2 separate regions of the Mus musculus genome follow, and region 2 is linked to region 1. Evidence: chromatin contacts called from public promoter capture Hi-C data. All regions are on one chromosome and are shown on one strand. The core of a region is the stretch at or near the end of the contact, and the rest is flanking DNA. Distances in the headings are between cores, read along the strand shown.

What was found. Promoter capture Hi-C pulls out the DNA fragments that hold promoters and counts their contacts.
Region 2: a contact with region 1 is called in a promoter capture Hi-C map of liver, with 2.5 times the contacts expected there. The contact joins the promoter of Nek3 here to the enhancer-like site in region 1. A contact is called at or near these places in 4 of 39 promoter capture datasets (the 3T3-L1 cell line and liver), 1 of 484 Hi-C or Micro-C datasets (nephron progenitors), 1 of 115 datasets of contacts at active chromatin or transcription factors (pancreatic cancer cells) and 3 of 9 other capture datasets (adipose tissue, liver and pancreatic islet).

The regions. Positions count from the first base shown.
Region 1 is chr8:22,034,536-22,038,435 of GRCm38.p6, forward strand. The region is part of intron 1 of Atp7b (ATPase, Cu++ transporting, beta polypeptide); the gene reads right to left. Among named protein-coding and RNA genes, the nearest start is that of Atp7b, 24 kb to the right of the region's middle. Within about 2 kb of position 1,741, at least 3 of the 459 cell types and tissues checked have an H3K27ac peak or open chromatin away from gene starts, as enhancers often do. A contact at or near this core is called in liver, where this site is marked.
Region 2 is chr8:22,164,672-22,168,571 of GRCm38.p6, forward strand. It overlaps Nek3 (NIMA (never in mitosis gene a)-related expressed kinase 3), which reads right to left and starts at 1,764. Exons shown (of 16, transcript NM_011848.4): 1 at 1,707-1,764. Ckap2 (cytoskeleton associated protein 2) reads right to left here. Exons shown (of 9, transcript NM_001004140.2): 9 at 3,481-3,900.

The DNA of each region.
Region 1 (3,900 bases), core at 491-2,990:
TATCACCCCACCCTGAATGGAGAAAATGGAGAGCCAAGCCATCTCAAGGTGTAAAAGCATGAATACAAAATAAGAAAACTGAAGACAACATTTGTGAAATTACTGGGCTCAAGTCGGCAAGATAGCTCAGCAGGTAAAGGTAAAGAGGAGCCGAGTCCCCAAGACTCACTTGGTGGAAGAAGAGAAGCAACTCCTATAAAGACATTATTCTGATACACACACACACACACACACACACACACACACACACACACTGATTAGGGTTGTGAAGGCTCCCTTCTGCTCTGACATCCTGTCATCTTGAACCTATCCGTTGTCACCCTAACAGTATCCAATGGATGTGGAGAGTGTGGATGCTTTCTGGAGGGGAGGAGAGCATGGTGCAATTTCCTGTCTCCCTGTAGAACAGTGAGAACCCTCCCCCAGCCCCGCCCCACCTGCCCTCACTGTTACTGAACCCCAAAGAAATCAGCAGCCCTTCCATCTTAAACTTCTGCTGAGTTGCAAATCCCGGACGGAACAGGCAGCGTCTTAACTCCATAGGTCTTAAAAGTCTGATTTTTCTGTAATTGTTATCAGCACTCCATCACCTTTGGGTACGTGGCTGCAAAGACTCACTCCCAGGGCCCAGAAGCAGAAAGTGCAAGTGGAGTGCGTGCCTGTGAGCAAAGCTGTGGAGGTGTGCTGAGGAGAAAAGGGTAAAATAAAAAGTAATCAATCAATCGCTATGTAAATAAATAAATAAATAAATAAATACCCTGCTTCACACAGCACATACCAAAACCTGGGTCAGTGATCCGTAATGTTCCCTCGAAGAAGACAAATGCCGACAATTCAACAGGAAAAAGAAGGTGGTTTGTCCCAGAAAAAGGAAACATAAATTATCAAAAAGGAGATGCTAGGCCAATAGCAGTGGTGTTAACCTGTCATGGCAGGGACTGGGAAACTCAAGTGGGAGGGTCACAAGTTCCATTCCAGCCTGGACAACACAACGTGACCTGACCTCAAAGGAAAAGCATGAGGGGCTGGAGAGATGGTTCGACAGTTGAGAGCACTGGCTGCTCTTTCAGGAGACCAGGGTTCGATTCTCAGTATCCACAAGGCTGGCAGTTCACAACCATCCCAACTCCAGTTCCTGAGGACCCAGTGCCCTCTACTGAAATATGTAGGTACTGTGTGCCATGTACATGGCTGCACAAGATATACAGGCAGTCAAAACACCCACGCACATAAAGTATAAATGAAAGAAAAGAATAGGTCCTTCTCTGATCTCCTTCAAGGGAATGGAAGCTCTCTGGAGGACAATCTAGCAGTACCTATTAAAATAACAAATTCACAAAGGTTTGACTCAGCAACTCAGCTCCTGAGAATTCATCCAAGAAATGTGCAGTGTGAAATGAAGTTTCTAGAGTAACGATGACATTGATTTTACAAAAGCAGAAACAATAAGAGTCTGGTAGGCTAGTTATTACATAGCCACAAAGTGGAATACTACACAGCTCTGAGCATGAATTAGGCAGCACTGCACATACTGAAGTAGACTGAAATATATTGTTCGGTGCAAAGAACAAGGTACAGGATACGTAGTGTCTCCTGTTTAGGTGTTCTATTGCTACACAACTTAATGGCTTGTACTGACAGCTCAGTTTCTCACCCTGGATGAGAGTCAGTGGGAACAGCCCATCCCTGCCATCATGTGTGGTGACCTGAACCTCACTGGGGCTGGAGAATAACAGCTCACTCTTCACATGCCTGCTAACCTGGGCCTCGCTGCCAGCTGGAAGGTCAGCTGGAGTTGGCAGACTGGTCCAGTTTGCCACATAGCTTTTCCTTATGGTTAGGTAGCGGATTCCGGTGTCACGGTGGCAATCATTCCCTGAGAACAAGTCTCAGCGTGTAAGCACTGTTAAATCCCTGGCGGTCGGTGTCAGTAACAATGCCCAACAGTTGGGCTGGGAGGGAATAAACACAGGGCTTGAATAAAACCACGCGAGGCAAGAGACCGTTAGGCAGGCGGGTTATCCTTAGGGAAAAGCCTAAGGAACCAATGTGGTGTGAAGAGGATGGGCAGCTGAGGGACCAGACTGCCCAGGAATAAAGAAGTCATTTTTACTACACAATTGCATATGAGTTACCATTCTGAACACTAATTGATTTAAAAGTTAAAACGGTATGAAGGCAACAGAGGCCTGGGATGATGGCTTGACCGGGGGTCGGCAATGATTAACACCGATTCAAAGGAAAAGAAATCAAGGGTAGAAGAAAAACTAAGAATCGACTGAAGAGCATTTGCTTGCATCTAGCATCACAGAAAATAGAAAACTGCCTCCTTGTGGCAAGACACAGCCCTTCAACCATCTAATGTTCTAGAAGAAAATTCTATAGATTTTTTTTTCCTCTACTACCCACCCTCCATGAGCTGGTTCTAGCTCTGCCTGTGATATCCCAAAGTCAGGCCTCGGCGCCAGAGCTCTCGATCTCTGTCCAGCTGATTCTACATATTCCTGGCAAAGGATTTGTGGAAGTGTTAGAGGAAATTGATCAGTGGCAGACAATACTCAGTGCTCAGCCTGTTCTAGACAGGCAGGCTTTCTGCAACAGGCACTTACGAGACAAAGCTTTTCAAAGGACAGTTACGAAACAACCATCAAGAGTCTCCTTTGCCTCTCTGTTGCAGAACTGAGTGAACCTTGGCCCTCCTGTGTGAACACTCTACCACAGAGCCACACCGCAGCGAGAACAATCTGTCAACAGTCACATGGGGTGTTTGGATCGCTTTCGGTGTGGACAAGTGGTGTGTGCATGTTCTCAGCTCCATTCTTTAGCACTGTGTTTGCAGAGAGAGTAAAAAGGAACTCTCCTGCTCGGGTTTATATTAAAAATCAACACAGCTTACACTGCAAGCTCTGAAAAAGAATCCTCGAGTTAGCAGGCTGGGGTTGAAAGTGCTGGGGAAAGGCCTGTAGGCGCCTCTGCTTCATCCCATTGCGCCTCAGGGCACCATCCTTCAGAACATCTGGGGACTTTTTCCTGCAGATCCTCCATCAGTTGAGAAGGAACGCCTGCTGGCTTCTGACAGAAGCTCCCATTTGTTCTCTGTTGTTTGAAGCAGGTGTCATTGTTGTAGCCCAGAGCAACAGCCACTCTGGGAAAGCGACAGATGCGCTACTTGGTCCAGCCTCACCTCAGAATTCTCTGGACATCAGATTCAACAGGCAGGAAGATGAAAATGATTGCCACACTCAAAGCATCTCACACAGGGCCAGGGGTACGGCTCTGCTTTGGGGGGAGCGGGGAAGGAAAAAACGGATCTCATCCAAATTATCCCAGGTATCCAGACAGACAGGTGTTACTCTCTTAATGGTCCCAATGTGGGAGAACTGATGTCTCTATGTTGAGCCACTCAAGCATACAGGAATATACGCCTATGCATTAGCACATACGGTTTGAGGTTTATCTTTAAGTGTTCTAATGTTTTTAATTATATATTTTGAAACTTAAAAATTTTAATTTAAAAAATAAATGTTATGTTTGTGTGTGTATGTGGCTTGTGTGTGTGCGTTTGTGACGTGTGTGTGTGTGTGTGTGTGTGTGGCTTGTGTGTGTGCGTTTGTGACGTGTGTGTGTGTGTGTGTGGTGTTTTGTGTGTACATGCTTCCCTATGCATGTGCATGAAGAGGTCACTGAACTTCAAGGGTCTCTATTGCTCTTGTCCTTATTTGAGACCTGAGCCTGGAGCCTGCCTTTCATCAAGCTGCCCGGAGAACCCTCAGGAAGTGTCTTTCTTCACCCTGAGTGCTGGGGTTACAGTGGCTATCGATGTCCAGTTTTACAAGAGTGCTGAGGACGCGAGCTTAGGCCCTTACGCCTGCGCAGCAAGTTCCTTACGCATTAAGCCAT
Region 2 (3,900 bases), core at 514-3,013, 130 kb after region 1:
GATGACCTTGGGGAATTAACCTATCGTCAAGGACACATTTACAGGGAACAAATACGGAAGAGGCAAGATTCTGGTATGAACTGAATGACATAATGATTCTCAGATGGAAAGGTAAGGCCTTGGAGTCATATGTACAGCCTTCGTTTGATGATTGATTGATTGCATTGGAGTGTGGCTGGGTGGGGTGAAACAGAGAAGACACACTCTACGTTGGATCCACTGAGCTGGAGTTTCTTAGGATTCAAAATGGATATTTAAACACAGTCTGACTCCCATGTCTCCCCCACAAAAGCAGCATGATTTTTAATACACTTTTTCTGGCACATAAGCTATATACACAAGAAGCAATTACACAAGAGACACAGTCTCAGGAAGACCCGAGGTAGCTGCTTGCCTAACATGTTAAAGACCCTGGACTACACGGGTGGGATAGAAGTTGTGGGAGACGCCTACACTTAGAACTCATACACTTTTTTCATCACAGGAAAAATACTGGCATGAATTACTTGATTTTTTTCCGTTCACAAAGCTAAATTGTTTTTATTTATTTATTTATTTAAACCACCCACAAGCTGTAAAATGTAGAGCACAAGATGTAGTACAAACATCGAAGATCAAACCCTGCTAGGACCTGCAAAGCTTCTAGTCCGTAGCTGGGGTTGGGTAGTCAACACCTGTAAGATTAGCACTTAAGAGGCAGAGGCAAGATGATCGCCATGGGTCTCAGGCCAGCCACTGTCTCAAAAACTAGCCAAACAAATAGACTGTGCCTTCCAGTTTGCTTTCCAGTCTATCACAGAGTTACCAGGAGACTATAGCAACAAATCCTCCATATAACCAAATCCAACGCCGTGTTTCCAGGAGTGAGGCATTTGAACACACCCAGACACAAGTAACAGACCTATGACACTCAGGAGGCAGAAGTTGGTGAATCACAGCCTGTAACCACTGCTAAGTCCAAAGTCAACTAATTCACACCATGGGTTTCAGGCCAGCCAGGGCTACAAATGGGGGCTGTCCCCCCACCGCTCCCCCCCCCCCCCAACCAATAAAAACCTAGAAGAAAACAACCAAGCCCTTCACACTGGTCTTCACAGGGGTCTTAAGTGGTCTCTGGTTTCAATTGCTTTTTTCCTGTTCCTGGTGCCTGAGGACTTTTACCTATGCTATCAAAATGACTGATGAGCAACCAGGCTTTCCTTGACTGAAAAATCAAGTTAGTATTTTTAATCTCCATGTGTTCGATAGCCAGTATTACACCCATAAACACAAGCCTTATTACACTAGGTGTGGCGAAAGCTGATGGGTTCCTTCCAGTGTTTATAAACAAATACGCCTTTAATAAAGATAAACCAATTGTTTAAAAGAGCCTAAAGTGATTTGCAAGTGCCCAGAAGCGGGGTCAGTTTAGACAGAGATCCCAGGACACACACCCTGGAGACCCACCAACCTTTCCCTACCAAAACACCCACCCTCCCGAAGCTGCTCCGCTTCAGCCGCACGAGCAGTCTCCGACGCGCATGCGCGCACCGAACTCAGCGACTGGGGCGCACAGCCTACGGGCTGAGTGATGCGCCCACATTTGGCCGTCGCCCCGCAGCGGGCGAGCGCCGACCGGCGGCTTAGGGGGCGGGGGGGGGGGGGGCAAGAGGCTCCACCCGCTCCTCTCTCCACCGCGGCCGACCCGTACAGCTCCCTTCACCCACCTCCCAGCGGCGTGCGTCGCTTCTCCGCTCCTTGCGAGGCCTGGGAAGTGGGCGGGGCGTGGGCGGGGCGTGCCCCTAGCTGTGGGCAGAGGAAACTGTTGAGGTCTGGCCCTAGGCGCTGTTCTCTGAGTAGCTGAGCCCCAAAGAGCTGTTTTAAAGCTGTTTTGCCACCTTGCGGTAGGATATTGCTAACGTTTTGAACCGGTGCCCCCAGTAATTTGAGTTATTGCTCCAGATTAGGCAGACAGACAACAAACATAAATTCCACAGGGACACTGCTAGCATTTACTGTATGACTTTGGAAAAAGTGAAAAACAAAATAATGCACCACCCCAAAATAATGCATCTCATTCTGAAATGTGTATTTCTTCCCGGAAATAGCAGAAAGTTATTAAGATTCTAGTTGTACCAGGACGTGGTAGGATGTCTGTAATCCCTGCATTCGGAAAGCTGAGGCAGGAGATCCAGAATTGGACGCCAACCTAGTTTACAGAGCAAGTTCCTGGTAGGCAAGTCAGGACTGTCTCAAGTGTTAACATTTAGGGGTGCAGAATAAAGGAACAAAAGGCAGGAATGAGACCAAAATCTGGCCTCAACTGACGAGACTGTTCACCCCACCCTCCCCTTCTCCCCTTCCCTACTGATCCCAGATGGAACTAATGTTTGTAGAAGAAATTCAAATCACAGGACAGCAGACCCAGACACCCCCAAGATGTTAGGCAGAGGGTCCAATGGCCAACCAGGCTACAGTCAAATGTACAGCAGGGAAGCAGGGAACTAGACCCTGAGGGGGCGGGAGGCAGGGTAGAAAGGGACACTGGAAACCTACAAGTCAATTGCTGGAATAGGTGGTTTATCAGGCAGTGTAAGTCATTAAGTAGCATTGAGAGAGGAGAGGAGAGGAATCTATCAGGGTTCCTCAGCTGCAGCACTGTCCACATTTGGGACTCTTGATTCTTTGCTGGGGCTGTTGTGTCTCGGGGCTCTCTCTGTCCACCAACTGATGCCGGTACTCACTATGCTGTCTCCCCATCTGTTTTATTTTTGGAGATAGTTTTCATTACGAAGGCTAGACCAGCCTGGAAAGCACAGGTCTGCCACCTCTGCTGGGATTACGTGTGTGAACCACTAGCTTGACAACCAAAAATGACTTGGTTTTGGAAATCCCTGGAGGGAAGGACAGACCCAGGTTCAATTCCCAGCTCCCTGTGGCAGCTTACAACTGTCAGTTTCTCCAAGGGGCCTCACACCTTCTTCTGGCTTCTGAGGGTACTGCACTCATGTGGTGCATAGATATACATGCACATAAAAATAAATAAATCTCAATGGGTGGGAATTAAACAAAAGAAAGAAGATACCGGGGGAAAAGTGGGTGTGGTACAGACCACCTGTGGTGGAGAACAGTCCAGCCGCAACATCCAAGGATGGAGTTACGGGCGAGCATGTAGTTCATCCACAGTTCATGCTTCGCAGACAGGAAGCTTTCCATCCCTAGACCTCACCAACACTCAGTTTGAATCTGAGTTATCCCTAAAGCTTATGTTTAGAATGCCTGGTCTCCAGCTTGAGGCACTGTTCTGAAGGCTGGCAGAAGTGGATAACTACTGAGCCTGGGAAGTTATACCCAGCACGGGAAAGCAGTACCCTCCATCCATCTCTCCCTCCCTCTCTCCCTCCCTCCCTCCATCCATCCCTCTCTCCATCCCTCCCTCCATCAGGCCTTCCTCACCATGGTGGACTGTACTCAGAAACTAGGTAAAAATAACTCTCATTTGTTTCTGTCAGGTATATTTTATCACAACTAAAAGTAATACAAACTTAGCAATATACTTCAAAAACTAAGTTTAAATTTGGTTACTGTGGTTAAATGACATTTTACAAAGCAGTTTTTCTTGTGGTGCTAAGGACTGAATTCAGAGCCTTGCACATTAGGCAAGCACTCTTCTGGGGGCACATCCTGAGACCCCAGAACATATTTGTTGAAATAAATGCCATAGGCAGCTAACTATAGCCCCACAGTAGGGTCCTAAAGTCAATTCCATCATCAAATAAGTCAATCAATGAAATGTCATTGGAACATTATACATATATATTTATTATAAACGTATTAGGAACAAAGTCAACGTAAAAATATAAATTTATATAGACTACATTTTCTGATTTTGTTTCTTTAACTGTAAGTAATTAGTAAAGT